2 separate regions of the Muntiacus reevesi genome follow, and region 1 is linked to region 2. The links are chromatin contacts, called in public Hi-C maps. All regions are on one chromosome and are shown on one strand. Each heading gives the region's core, a stretch centred on a gene start, on an enhancer-like site or on the middle of the called end of the contact. The rest is flanking DNA. Distances are from core to core; before and after follow the strand shown.

What was found. Hi-C and Micro-C count contacts between places; a contact is called where the count stands out from the background.
Region 1: a contact with region 2 is called in a Hi-C map of muscle, with 5 times the contacts expected there. The contact joins the promoter of CLUL1 here to the promoter of THOC1 in region 2. A contact is called at or near these places in 2 of 3 Hi-C or Micro-C datasets (blood and muscle).

What each region holds. Positions count from the first base shown.
Region 1 is chr4:33,911,934-33,918,143 of mMunRee1.1, reverse strand. It overlaps CLUL1 (clusterin like 1), which reads right to left and starts at 2,310. Exons shown (of 7, transcript XM_065932236.1): 1 at 2,205-2,310; 2 at 437-585. The coding sequence starts at 2,310. It also overlaps the pseudogene LOC136168063.
Region 2 is chr4:33,628,678-33,635,594 of mMunRee1.1, reverse strand. It overlaps THOC1 (THO complex subunit 1), which reads left to right and starts at 2,932. Exons shown (of 21, transcript XM_065932496.1): 1 at 2,932-3,064; 2 at 5,461-5,534; 3 at 5,628-5,688; 4 at 6,912-6,917. The coding sequence starts at 3,011. It overlaps LOC136166365 (a long non-coding RNA gene), which reads right to left and starts at 3,428. Exons shown (of 6, transcript XR_010662894.1): 1 at 3,234-3,428.

The DNA of each region.
Region 1 (6,210 bases), core at 1,061-3,560, 280 kb before region 2:
CAAAAGGCACCATTAAGCACTTTTAAGAAAGTAGCATTTCCCAAACAGCGTTGAATCCTGAATTTGGAGTCTTTCAAAGGCCTAATCTGTGCTCGCTTTGGCAACACATACACTAAAATCAAAGTCCTAATCTACAAGGAATATGTTCTTTGAAGAAATTTGAAAGTTCCTTTAAAGTATTCCTCCAATAGGGTGGATTTCCAGAAAAACTATGATAAGGGTAAATAAATAATTTCTCCACTGCATTCAGATGTGCACTATTTATGGTCCAGACATATCTCTGAACAGGTTTTGTTTTTGTTTTTTAGGCTGCACCGTTCAGCATGCAGGATCTTAGTTCCCTAACCAGGAATCAAACCCGTGGCCCCCGGTGTTGGGAGTGAGACATCTTTACCAGCGGATGTCCCAGGACAGGTATGATTTTCAATGACTGTACCTGCTTTTCTTCTCTGCATTTCTTCAGGGTTCTCATTAGCTTGCTATGTTCCTCCTCTCTTCTTTCCATCAGGATTTTCATCTGCTTCATGCCAATCAAAGCCTTCTTCACCTCTTCATCTACATCTATCTCCCCAGCCTTGGAAAAACCTAGAAGATTATGTTGTAGTTTTTCCCTTTAAGATCTGATCAGATTATAGTGTATCACAATACAGTGAGTTCCAGCCATTAAAAAGAATGAAATAATGCCATTTGCAGCTACATGGATGGACCTACAGAGTGTCACACTGAGTGAGGGAAATCAGACAGAGGAGAAATATCATGTGGATATCCCTTACATGGGGAATCCAAAGAGAAATGATACAAGTGAACTTATAAAACAGAAAGAGGCTTAGAAAACGAATTCATGGTTGCAGGGAGTTTGGGAAGGTCAGGTACACACTGCTATATTTAAAATGGATAACCAACAAGGACCTACTATACAACACATGGAACTCTGCTCAATATTGGGTGACAGCCTGGATGAGTGGGGGGTTTAGGGGGAGAATGGGTACATGTGTATGAATGGCTGAGTCCCTTTGCTCTTCACCTGAAACGACCACAGCGTTGTTAATCAGTTATACCCCAATACAAAAGAAAAAGCTTAAAGTTTTGTAATAATAATAACAGAAAGAATACAATGACTTTACCAGTTTTTCATGTCCCCCCAATAGAGGCTTAATTGTTTTTTATTGCATCAGACTCCAAAAGCACATCACCAGGCTATCAGCTACCACGTGGAGGGGGCTACCCGCCCCCCACCCCACCCCAAGGGAAGTACCTTCTGTTCTTCACTTCTGAGCTTCCAGCCAAGTCAGAGTTCATTTAACCCCATCTTATCGTTCTCCTCAGAGCCTGTTTTCATTTATCCAATTTTTTTTTCTTTTCCTTAAAACTCAAGTGTGTTTGTATTAGAAGAAAACATTGAATTTTCTTCACAGATAATTTATATTAAATGCCCAACTGGGAACCTCAAACAGAGAGAACAATTTCCTTTTCTTTCAGCTTCAATTACCTTCCCAGGAGGCATCAAACCTAGAAAGTATCTGGTATAATGCAAGATTCTTTAATAACCTCCTGGATGTCTCTAAAACCCCTTTAGTAAGCCTTTAGTGAGCATGAAATTCATCGTTTGTCATACTCTTTTCGCAATAGCCAACGTGGCTGCCAAAGGAGCTTAACCTGGCCTCCAAATTTATTTACAGATCCCCAAAAGGAACATTTAAACTAATTTATTTTTCTAAGATAGACACCCAAAGCATATCTAGTCAAACAAAGGCTCCAAGTTAATGAGCACAGACCAACCAGATTAGATGTCGCTCTAACCCATCCTTTCACGGTCTCACGAATAACTGCACGGATGACTTTAATTGTTTAAATGTTTCAAATGCTAGCAAAGAATTTCACTGTTCGTTAAAACCGTGCTCAGAGGACACCAAACATCTGGATGAACCCAAGTCGTGCAGCCTAAGACGTTGGCAAGTTTTATCTCTGTGATGGCGAACATCTGGAACTGTGAACCGTTCTCAGAGACACAATTGGAATTTTCTATTTTTACCCAGATGTTTGGCGTCTTGTCTACTTGGCTTAAGAGCCTGGAGAACGTCTCCCTGTGAAACTAGAGGGCGTTCTGAATACGGTTATCTCTCAACTGTAAATCACAGTGAGTGCCAGCAGGACATGGAAACAGGCAAACGGGACACAGTGCAGATAAAGAAACCAAACGTTACCCTTCGGGTCTTCATGGATAGAAGTCTTGTCCTTCCAGGTAGGTGCACAGTGACACTCTTTCAGCCACAGCAGATACACGATCAACGCCAAGAGAGGCAGCTTCATGTCTCCGCTGTGACTGCAAAGGAAGAATAAACCTGTATCGAATGCCTTCGGTTTAGTTCTGTGGGCATCAATTGAAAACACATGGTGATCCAAAGCATTTTTCTGTCGATTTTTCTTTATGACTTTAGACAATGTATGCTGATATGGTTGAGACATAAGGAAACTTGAAATCTAAATAAATTCTTTGAAAAAGAAAACCCAAGTCCCTCTTTTGTTTGCATTCTTCATGGCAGTTAAATAAGGTCTTCATCTGAAGCATTTGAAATTTAAGGCAACCAAAAGTACGGATCCTGGCCCCATAGAATCCATAGAATCCAGACTTCATTTTATTTCCTTGTCAACAATAAACAGCCCCAAACACAGAATTAGCTACGTCAGAGGGGATTGTTTTTTCCCCAAAATTCTGAGGCCATAAGTAATTTTTAACCTAGACAGTTTACTACTTTTTTTTTTAATGAAAGCAAGAACCCCTCAGATTTTTCTCATACATCTTATAAAACCCATCAGATAAATGAATCATACACAAATTTTTTTCTTGTCAGATAATAAATTTCTTTTTATATAATTAGTTGTAAACATTCCTAATAAAAACATATGCTTTCACAGTTATATCTTATAGATTATCTTAACTCCTCCCAAAAAGGATATTTATATTTATATTTATATTTATATATATTTGTTATTTTGGAATAAAAAACAACCCTATATTATTTAATCCACATTTGGAATGTCTTTTTAAAATACTAATAGTTACAAAGCTATCACATTTTACATCTAGAATTATCAATTGAGCTAATTCTTCTCTTTCTGTTAAGACCCTTTCAGTTTAGGGTTGGTCACTCATTTGTGTACGACTCTTTGTGACCCCATGGACTGTAGCCGGCCAGGTTCCTCCGCCCAAGGGATTCTCCAGGCAAGAATACTGGAGTCAGGAGTCATTCCCTTCTCCCGGGGATCAAGATCCTGTTTACCAAATAAAATTTTAACATATTTACCACTAACTTTGCAGGCTCTCCCCAATGAGGTTGCCACCAGCTTCTGCAAGGACCTTCACTTTCCTCTGATTTAATGTTTGTCTGTGTCAGGGATTTAAACTTGTTCTATTAATTTGATGACACAGCTCTTAATCCTATTAACCTAGCATTGTGAGATTAACAGTATGGTTTAGAATGTGGTAGGGTCTCAAAAGAAACACTAGAGGGCGGGCTGTCTACATGATCAGGAACAGTGACCTTGAGCTACTTTACACATTTTTTTTTAATATGGAATTCTTCATGCCTTTGGGTGTCATCCTTGTACAGGGGCCATGCCTCTGTGTTGTTCCAGTGTTTGTATGTGTGTTGCCAAAACAAACACACACAGATATGTTTGATAAGACTCATTAAAGCCTTAGAAATATTTTTTTTAATTGGAAATTTTTTCTGTATATCGTCTTACACGGGCTTCCCAGGTGGTTCAGAGGTAAAGAATCCGCCTGCCAATGCAGAAGACGCTGGTTCCATTCTTGGGTTGAGGAAGTCCCCTGGAGGAGGAAATGGCTACCCATTCCAGTATTCTTGCCTGAAAAGTTCCACGGACAGTGGAGCCTGGTAGGCTACAGGCCTTGATGTTTCAAAGAGTCAGACATGACTGAGCACGTGTGTGTGTGTGCGTGTGCGCGCGCACACACACCCCTTCATATATAGGTCAGACAAATTTCCTTTTTGGAAGTGTAAGGAATAATGTGAAAAAAAGTAAGAAAATGCTTAGATAAAACGTTTTGAGATAACTAATAAGGACCTACTGTATTGCACAGGGAACTCTACTCCTTATTCTGTGATGACCTATATGGGAATAGAATCTAAAAAAGAGTGGGTATATATACATGTAACTGATCCTCTTTGTTGTATAGCAGAAACTAACACAACATTGTAAAACAACTATACTCCAATAAAAATTAATTTAAAAAACATTCTGAAGATTATTTACATAGTTGTTTGGCATTTTAAAAAACACATGCAAACATTTTAACTAGATGAAATGATAACATCTAGCATATAAAGAGTGTAATAGGTGAGCATTTCACTACAATATACTAACTGATTAGCTGAACTAAATTTTCAGCAAATGATTCTTCTAAAAACAATTAGAGAGTCACCACAGCAGCTACTATAGTCTGGACCCCTGGCTGCTGAAATCTCAAGATTGTCTTGGGGTCCCTTTCCCAAGTGTGGAGGTATTCAACTTATTGATGCTTATAGCTTGGACTTACTGATCACTCCTAATTGATGCTCAGTACTTTGCAGCAGGCCACACTGACTGTTCTAAACTGATTCACCTGCCTTTTGGGGCCCTTAGAAGTTGATCCTTGTGTCTGAGCAACCTACAGTCTGGAGTTTATCTCTGCTCTGCCTGGACAGGGGGATGGGGAGTTACAAGACACACCAGAAGTCTTGTCCACATCTCATTTAGCTGTCTTGCGTGTGTGCTAGGTCACTTCAATCATGTCCAACTCTTTGTGACCCTGGGGACTGTAGCCTGCCAGGCTCCTCTGTCCATGGGGATTCTCCAGGCAAGAATACTGGAGTGGGTTGCCATTTCCTCCTCCAGAGGATCTTCCCGACCCAGGGATTGAACCCATGTATCCTGCACTGACAGGCAGGATACCACTTCTTTACCACTAGCACCACCTGGGAAGCCCTTAGCTGTCTTGACTATTTGGCAATTCTCTGTTTTAGTTGAAAACCTCTTAACTCTGCTAGAAAACAGATCAGTTCAAAGCAAAATCTGAACTATTGTTATGTTAAGAAGCCTCACGTAACTTTTGAGCAAATCTATCTGGGAGTTGGTGATGGACAGGGAGGTCTGGCGTGCTGCGATTCATGGGGTTGCAAAGAGTCGGACACGACTGAGTGACTAAACTGAACTGAACTGAATAACCTCAGATATGCAGTTGACACCACCCTTATGGCAGAAAGTGAAGAGGAACTAAAAAGCCTCTTGATGAAAGTGAAAGAGGAGAGTGAAAAAGCTGGCTTAAAGCTTAACATTCAGAAAACTAAGATCATGGCATCCGGTCCCATCACTTCATGGCAAATAGATGGGGAAACAGTGGAAACAGTGTCAGACTTTATTTTGGGGGGCTCCAAAATAACCACAGATGGCGATTGCAGTCATGAAATTAAAAGACGCTTACTCCTTGGAAGGAAAGTGATGACCAACCTAGATAGCATATTAAAAAGCAAAGACATTACATTGCCAACAAAGGTCCATCTAGTCAAGGCTATGGTTTTTCCAGTGGTCATGTATGGATGTGAGAGTTGGACTGTGAAGAAAGCTCAGCAGCGAAGAATTGATGCTTTTGAACTGTGGTGTTGGAGAAGACTCTTGAGAGTCCCTTGGACTGCAAGGAGATCCAACCAGTCCATCCTAAAGGAGATCAGTCCTGGGTGTTCATTGGAAGGACTGATGCTGAAGCTGAAACTCCAATACTTTGGCCACCTCACGCAAAGAGTTGACTCATTGGAAAAGACTCTGATGCTGGGAGGGATTGGGGGCAGGAGGAAAAGGGTTCGACAGAGGATGAGATGGCTGGATGGCATCACCGACTTGATGGACATGAGTTTGGGTGAACTCCGGGAGTTGGTGATGGACAGGGAGGCCTGGCGTGCTGCAATTCATGGGGTCGCAAAGAGTTGGACACGACTGAGCGACTGAACTGAACTGAAACCACCTCTACAAACAGATGTGTCTTATTATGAGAAGTGATCACATGGCCAAAGGAAGAAGCAGCACTTGGGGTCTTTTTCTCAGGAAGACAAGAGTCCAGTTCTGGGAAAATCAATCATAGGAAATTGTGCAGCATCAGTGCCAACTCTGACCCTGAGAACCTTTCTCGTTACTTTTTTGTTGTCCAAATTT
Region 2 (6,917 bases), core at 1,683-4,182:
TTTTATCCTTTCTCAAGACTGCTTTGGCTATTTGAAGTTTTATACAGTTATGTACTGTTTATACAATTGTGCACTAATATAGAGGAAAAAGAGGTGCCCAATTAAATTAAAGAGTTTATGCATTATTGGATGTCTGTCTTTGGAATGGTATTATTACATACTTAGAAAACTTATACTGTGAATGACAATATGATCCTTCAGCTCAGTTGCTCAGTCGTGTCCGACTCTTTGTGACCCCATGAATCACAGCATGAGGCCTCCCTGTCCATCACCAACTCCCAGAGTTTACTCAAACTCATGTCCATCGAGTCGGTGATGCCATCCAGCCATCTCATCCTCTGTCGTCTCCTTCTCTTCCTGCCACCAACCCCTCCCAGAATCAGGGTCTTTTCCAATGAGTCAGTTCTTCACATCAGGTGGCCAAAGTTTGGAGTTTCAACTTCAACATCAGTCCTTCCAATGAACACCCAGGACTGATCTCCTTTAGGATGGACTGGTTGGATCTCCTTGCAGTCCAAGGGACTCTGAAGAGTCTTCTCCAACACCACAGTTCAAAAGCATCAGTTCTTCGGTGCTCAGCTTTCTTCACAGTCCAAATCTTAGATCTACACATGACTATTGGAAAAACCATAGCCTTGATTAGATGGACCTTTGTTGGCAAAGTAATGTCTCTGCTTTTTAATATGCTGTCTAGGTTGGTCATAACCTTTCTTCCAAGGAGTAAGTGTCTTTTAATTTCATGGCTGCAATCACCATCTGCAGTGATTTTGGAGCCCCCAAAATAAAGTCTGACACTGTTTCCACTATTTCCCCATCTATTTCCCATGAAGTGATGGGACCAGATGTCATGATCTCACTTTTCTGAATGTTGAGCTTTAAGCCAACTTTTTCACTCTCATCAAGAGGCTTTTTAGTTCCTCTTCATGATCCTTACCCTTCTCTAATTATAAGGAATAATTTATGAGACATTAACCAGGTCCATAGCTTTGTAAAGATTTATGGGTTAAGATTCAAGAAAAATGCAAGCTTTGGGATTAAAGTTAGGGGTTCAAATTCTAAACAGCTTTCTCTAGACATATGACCCAGGACAAACAAGCCTGTTATGTACAGTGTCATGCTAAGGAGGAGGGATAATACAAGAAAAGTTTCTGGCTCATAGAAGGTACTCAATAAAACTTGACTATTACTTACAGATACTGTAACAGTGTAAAGAGCTCAAAAATCCTAATCAAAACCCATGGATAGCCTCATTTGGCCAATTACCTCTATCAGGAACCCCATCTCTTTGAGTTTGCTTCCTCATGTGTAAAATGAGCACAACAGCTGTGTTACTCACCTTAAAATATCATTTAGAGGATCAAATGTCTTACACGTTAAGTGCTTGGGAATTACAAGGCATTTTTACGATCTAAATGCTAAAACATTTCTCTGGTAGTGATTTTTGATGAGTATCTTTTAAAATTGCATTGCCTATTTCCTTATCTTATTGCCAGTTCCTCAAAACAGCAATTAATCTATATTATTTTGGTCATTCAAACGTATAGTTACTATTCATTCAAGAAATACTGTCCATTGCCTATAGAGAGCACAGGTGCACAGCAAATGTGTGATAAAAAAAAAAACCCACAATTCTAAGTCTTTGGCTAATTTAAATTCTAGACTTTGATGGATGCATCAACAAACTCAAGCTCTTCTTCGGTTTGGATTTTTGTTAAAAAAAAAAATATATATATATATATATATATATACACACACACATATTATGTATCTCTTGCGTAAATTTTATTTACTTTAGCTGTGCTCCACATAGTTAATAATCATCCCTAGTATGATAACAATCCGATTACATCAGCTACCTATTAAATCAGTTAATACCAGTTGATCTGGGCAATTTGGCAACGTATGTTGTACAATCAAACCTAAACGATTCTATTGATTCTAAAAAAAACCTGCAACGCTCCAGGTAGCCATCACTGTTCACAATTCCCACTTAGGGACAAGATTACGCAAAGCTATATTTTTGTTAGCGTCCTTACTCTAGGTGGATATCCACGAAGGGAGCCAGGTACAGCGCGCCAGGCTTTCATTTAGGAACACATGCAGGTGGTAAGCGCTGGTAGGATGTGTTTGGGTCAGTGCTTCTTTCCCTACCGCATAATTCCAAGGGAAAGACGACTGCCCCTTGGCTTCTCATTGGCCAAGTGAGCGGAGACGAGGGAGGAAACCGGGCAGAAGACTAGGTCTTGTAACAGGTGCCTTAACCCCGGGATTTGGCGCCACCGGCTATCCAATCAGCGCCGAGTACTGCGTTCCTCTACGATATTCCTCATTCAGCAGAGCCCTCTATCTGCCAGCAAAATGAACGAATCCCCACACATTACATTGCTACACAAGCCACGCTTGCATTCATGACTTCATTCACGCTCCTCAACAGCCCAGCGATACAAGTATTATTTTTATTTCTCAGAAGATGGAACTGCACCTGGGCTACAGGGCCCGTGACCTGCAAGGCAGATGCGCGAATCCGGAGCTGGCACCACTCCTTCGGGAAGAAGGACTTTGATCCGACGGCCACTGCCGTCACCTCCCCAGCCCGGAGCTCCCGGAGAAGCCACCTGACTTGGGTTCTCAGACGGCGACTACTTTCCCTCGCGGCTCATCGAGCCGTAACCAGCGGCCATTCACCCGACTTCCCAAACCTGGAAAACCCTCGCCAAGAGCCCGCGCGTCCCGGCTTGTAACCCGCAGCGTGTACAGGTCGAGGCCGCGCGTCTGCAGTCACCCCATGGGTCGTTACCCACGAACCCGGATCGGGCGCTGAGTGGCTCACCCTGGCTCCCAACCCCCGTCCGACCTCCGTCACCAGGGGAAGCTCCCATCCGCCAGGGGACCCGCCCCTGCGCCCACAAGCCGCTCTAGCCGCGCACAGAGCCGGCGCTCTCTCGTTGCTCCCGGCCTGACGTCATCGCCGGGCGCCGCGACGAAGTGGCGGGCACGCGCAGCCAAGAAGATGTCTCCGACGCCGCCGCTCTTCAGTTTGCCCGAAGCGCGGACGCGGTTTACGGTGAGTTGCGGGCGGGTGGGCGCGGCCCCGGCCCAACGCTATTTGTTGCTTTCCTCTCCCTGAAATTACTCGAATTTTGCACTGGGGTAAAGCGGGGAGAGAGGCGTTGCGCCGCGGCGACGGGTTCCCGGCCCCGTCGTGGGCTGAGGAGGCGATAAAAGCGCCTTACCTGCCTCTTCCACGAGTCCTCTGCGGTCCGCCTCCTCCTTTCCGCCGGCGGGTCCCGGGACCCTGCGCCCTGAGTGGAGGGCTCACCCGCAGACTACCTCTGGGTCCTGCTTCTCTGCGGTGCTGGCTTAGCCAAGCGGGTGTTTCCAGAACTGGCAGGGGGCTGCTCTAGAGGGAAGGCGGGAATGGTTGTAGTCCAGAGAACCGGCTCCCGCCCCGCCTCCTAACTGCCAGGTGGTTCTCGCCGCTTATTCATCACCCTTTAACCCTTTGTACCTCACTCCTTAGAGATCGTTGAGGACGGTCCTAAGTGGGGCGAGGCAAACATCAGCTTGGGAAGGGTTGTCAGCTGTCATTTTATTCTTCCGCCTTGGGGAACAGTAAGCATTTGGGGAAACACATTACAGAGCGTTTTGGTGTTAGCTTATTTAACTCAAAATAGCCCTGTGAAGTAGGGTGTTTAATTATCCGCAGTGGATGAGATAGAAACTGAGACAGCCCGGCCCCCAGCCCCCGCCTTTGTTGTTGTTCAGTCGCTAAGTCGTGTCCGACCCTTTGCGACCTCATGGACTGCAGCATGCCAGTCTTCCCTGCCCTTCACCATGTCCCGGAGATTGCTCAAACTCATGTCCGTTGAGTCGGTGATGCCACCCAACCATCTCATCCTCTGTCACACCCTTCTTCTGCCTTCAGTCTTTCCCAGCATCAGGGTCTTTTCCAGTGAGTCGGCTCTTCGCATCAGGTGGCCAAAGTTTGGAGCTTCAGCATCAGTCCTTCCAAAGAATATTTAGGGTTGACTGCTTTGATCTCCTTGCAGTCCAAGGGACTCTCCGGAGTCTTCTCCAGTACCACAGTTTGAAAGCATAAAAGTTAAATGATTTGCTTCACTGTTTTTTCTGACTTCAGACTTAGTATTCTTTTTATGTTGCCCATCACCAAATGAAGAACCTTGTTCTAAGTCGTTTGACTGTATTCGTCCCTAATTTTCTGAAATTCTGCGAGGAGAAACTGTTAGGTGTATCCAAGGTCATATCAGTCCTGGAAGGGACCGTTTAATAGGAGATCATCCACCCCAATGCTTCTTAAGATTGAGCATGGGTTGGGATCACCTGGAGATCTTGTTAAATGAGATTCTGGTTCAGTAGGAATGGGGCCTGAGAGTCTGCATATCTAACAAGTTCTCAGGTAATGCCACTGCTGCTGGTGGTAATAAGGATCTACAACAATCCATATATGTAACCAGTGAGGAAAATGAATCAGAGACAAAGGGGTATGCTCTAGATTATGAACTTCCCAGGTGGTGCAGTGGCAAAGAATCCGCCTGCCAGTGCAGGAGGCGAATGAGACGTGGGTTCATTGCCCAGGTGGGGAAGATCCCTTGGAGAAGGGAATGGCAACCTGCTCCAGTATTCTTGCCAGGAGAATCCCATGAAGAGAGGAGCCTGGAGGGGTGCAGTCCATGAGGTCACGAAAAGTCAGACACCACTGAACTTGCATGCACCAAGATTACACAGCCTACTCACAGAGCCAGGAATGGTCCATTTCCAGTATAAATTAACTCCTGTGAGGTAACAAGATGATTTTCCAAGTGTATGGGAATTTTCACAGAGTGAATGACTTGGCAGTATTTTTCCTTTCCACTTACGTTTACTTTGTGATGGTCAGCAGGTTTAGTACTTTAAGACATCAGTGTTTACTTGATGTCAGGGACTGTGCTGTGTAAGCTACCTAGAGGAGGTGGGACTTTTGTTGGGTCTTGAAGAATGGATAGAATTTGCATGAGCATGTGGGAAGAACAATGTGCATGGATACACTAGAGTGAACTTGATAGAAAATGATGGGAAAATGGCTAGAGCCTAGTGGACAGTATGTGTTTGGGGTTACTGGGAAATAAGGTTGGATAGATTGAGTGGGATAACATTATTAATGACCTTTAGAGGAAGCTGTGAAACAAAGCCTGTAAATAAGGGGCCACTTTTAAAGCAGAATGAACAGCATATTTAAATGAAAGGTAGGAGGGAAAACCTGGAATGAGAAAACTGAGCTTAGAAGCTCTCGACAAGCTTCAAGTGATGAGTAAGTAGCATTTGAATGAGAATTACTGCTGAAATGACTGACAGGTAATTTTTCTCAGAAACATTTTTTAGTTAGACATACAATTAATGAGTGGTGTGTTTTTCAGGGAACAAAAAATCCTTCAACTTATGTGCTTAATTTTTTTCTTCTAGAAATCTACAAGAGAGGCCCTGAACAACAAAAATATCAAGCCCTTGTTGAATACCTTTAGCCAGTTACCTGGCAGGTAAGGCATTAATATCCATGACATGGGCTCATTGAAATCTTTATACTTACCCTGAGCTGTTTTAAAAATGCAGGTGTTTTTTGTTTTTAATAGTGAAAATGAAAAAAAATGTACCCTTGACCAGGCTTTTAGAGGTGTTCTAGAAGAAGAAATTGTAAGTATGTTTTTCCTTTATTTATTGTTAAAATTTTGCTGGCAGATTAGTAAATATTATTTTTTCATTTGCTTTTATTCTTAAAATAGATATTTAACCATGACTTTTTTTCTGGAGTGAACTTCTTAGTCTGTGAAACCTAACTTGGTCATAGTCAGCATAGGAGTTACATAATGAATAAGGGTTTTGATAGCATAGGTGCAATTTAAGAGTTTGGTTTAATAAATTAGCAGAGCCCTCTGCCATTGAATATGTATAAGGAAAGTTGACATGAGGTCTTCCTGAGCAAGAACTAGAACTTGAAGATGGGCCCTGTCTTTGCTGTATAAACAGCGACACATCCTGGAGTGAATGAGAAGTCTAGTCCAAGGATGTTCAGCACGGATTCCAGGCCCTCATTTTGCTTATCAGCATCCTCCTTCTCAGTTAGTAATAGATAACAAGAGCCTATCCAACTTCAGTACAGAAATTTCAACGTGAAAAATCTGACTTTGTGTATCATTGTGGAGCACCCAAATGAAGGGAAAAGTTCCAACAGTTTATTCTTCCTTTAGCAAAGCTTGGATCCCAAGAAGCTAGATTCTTTTCCAGTGGCCATAAAACAGTGTTCCTTTCTTTAGGGCAGTTCTGTATTCATTCTTTCCTCTTCTTCAGACCTAGTCACCTGTTGTCAGGCGTTGGGCAAGGTTACCTTGCTTTTTTGAGCCTCAATTTCATTTGTAAGAGAGGAAACACCATTTTTTTAGGGTTGCGTAAAACAGCACTTAATTAACACTCAATAAATGCTATTTTTTTATGATGTTATTAAACCTAAGCATCATCTCTCGTTTATTATTAATAAAACCCTCCCCAAGACATATTGATGCACTAGTGCAGTTAATCCCCCTGGCCCAGCCTTTTGTCTGCTGCCTTTGAGTGATTTAATGGCCTCAGTGCATCTTTACATGATTAGCTTACAGGCTTAATCATGCAATGTAACCCATCTTCCCAAGACTCTTGGATTTTAAGTGAATCACCTGCTGCTTATTTATTTAATACACTTCTACAGTTAGGGCTTTTATCATTCATTTTTAAAATATTCTTAGTAATTTTATCCTCTGTGAGAAATATCTTTATCCAATGTTTGTGATAATCAATTTAATGTCAGAGGGTATGTTTTTCTTATTATCAAATTAGTCTAAATTCTGGTTCCTAAATTAAGTTGTTTTCTCCTTTGTTGGTAGATAAAT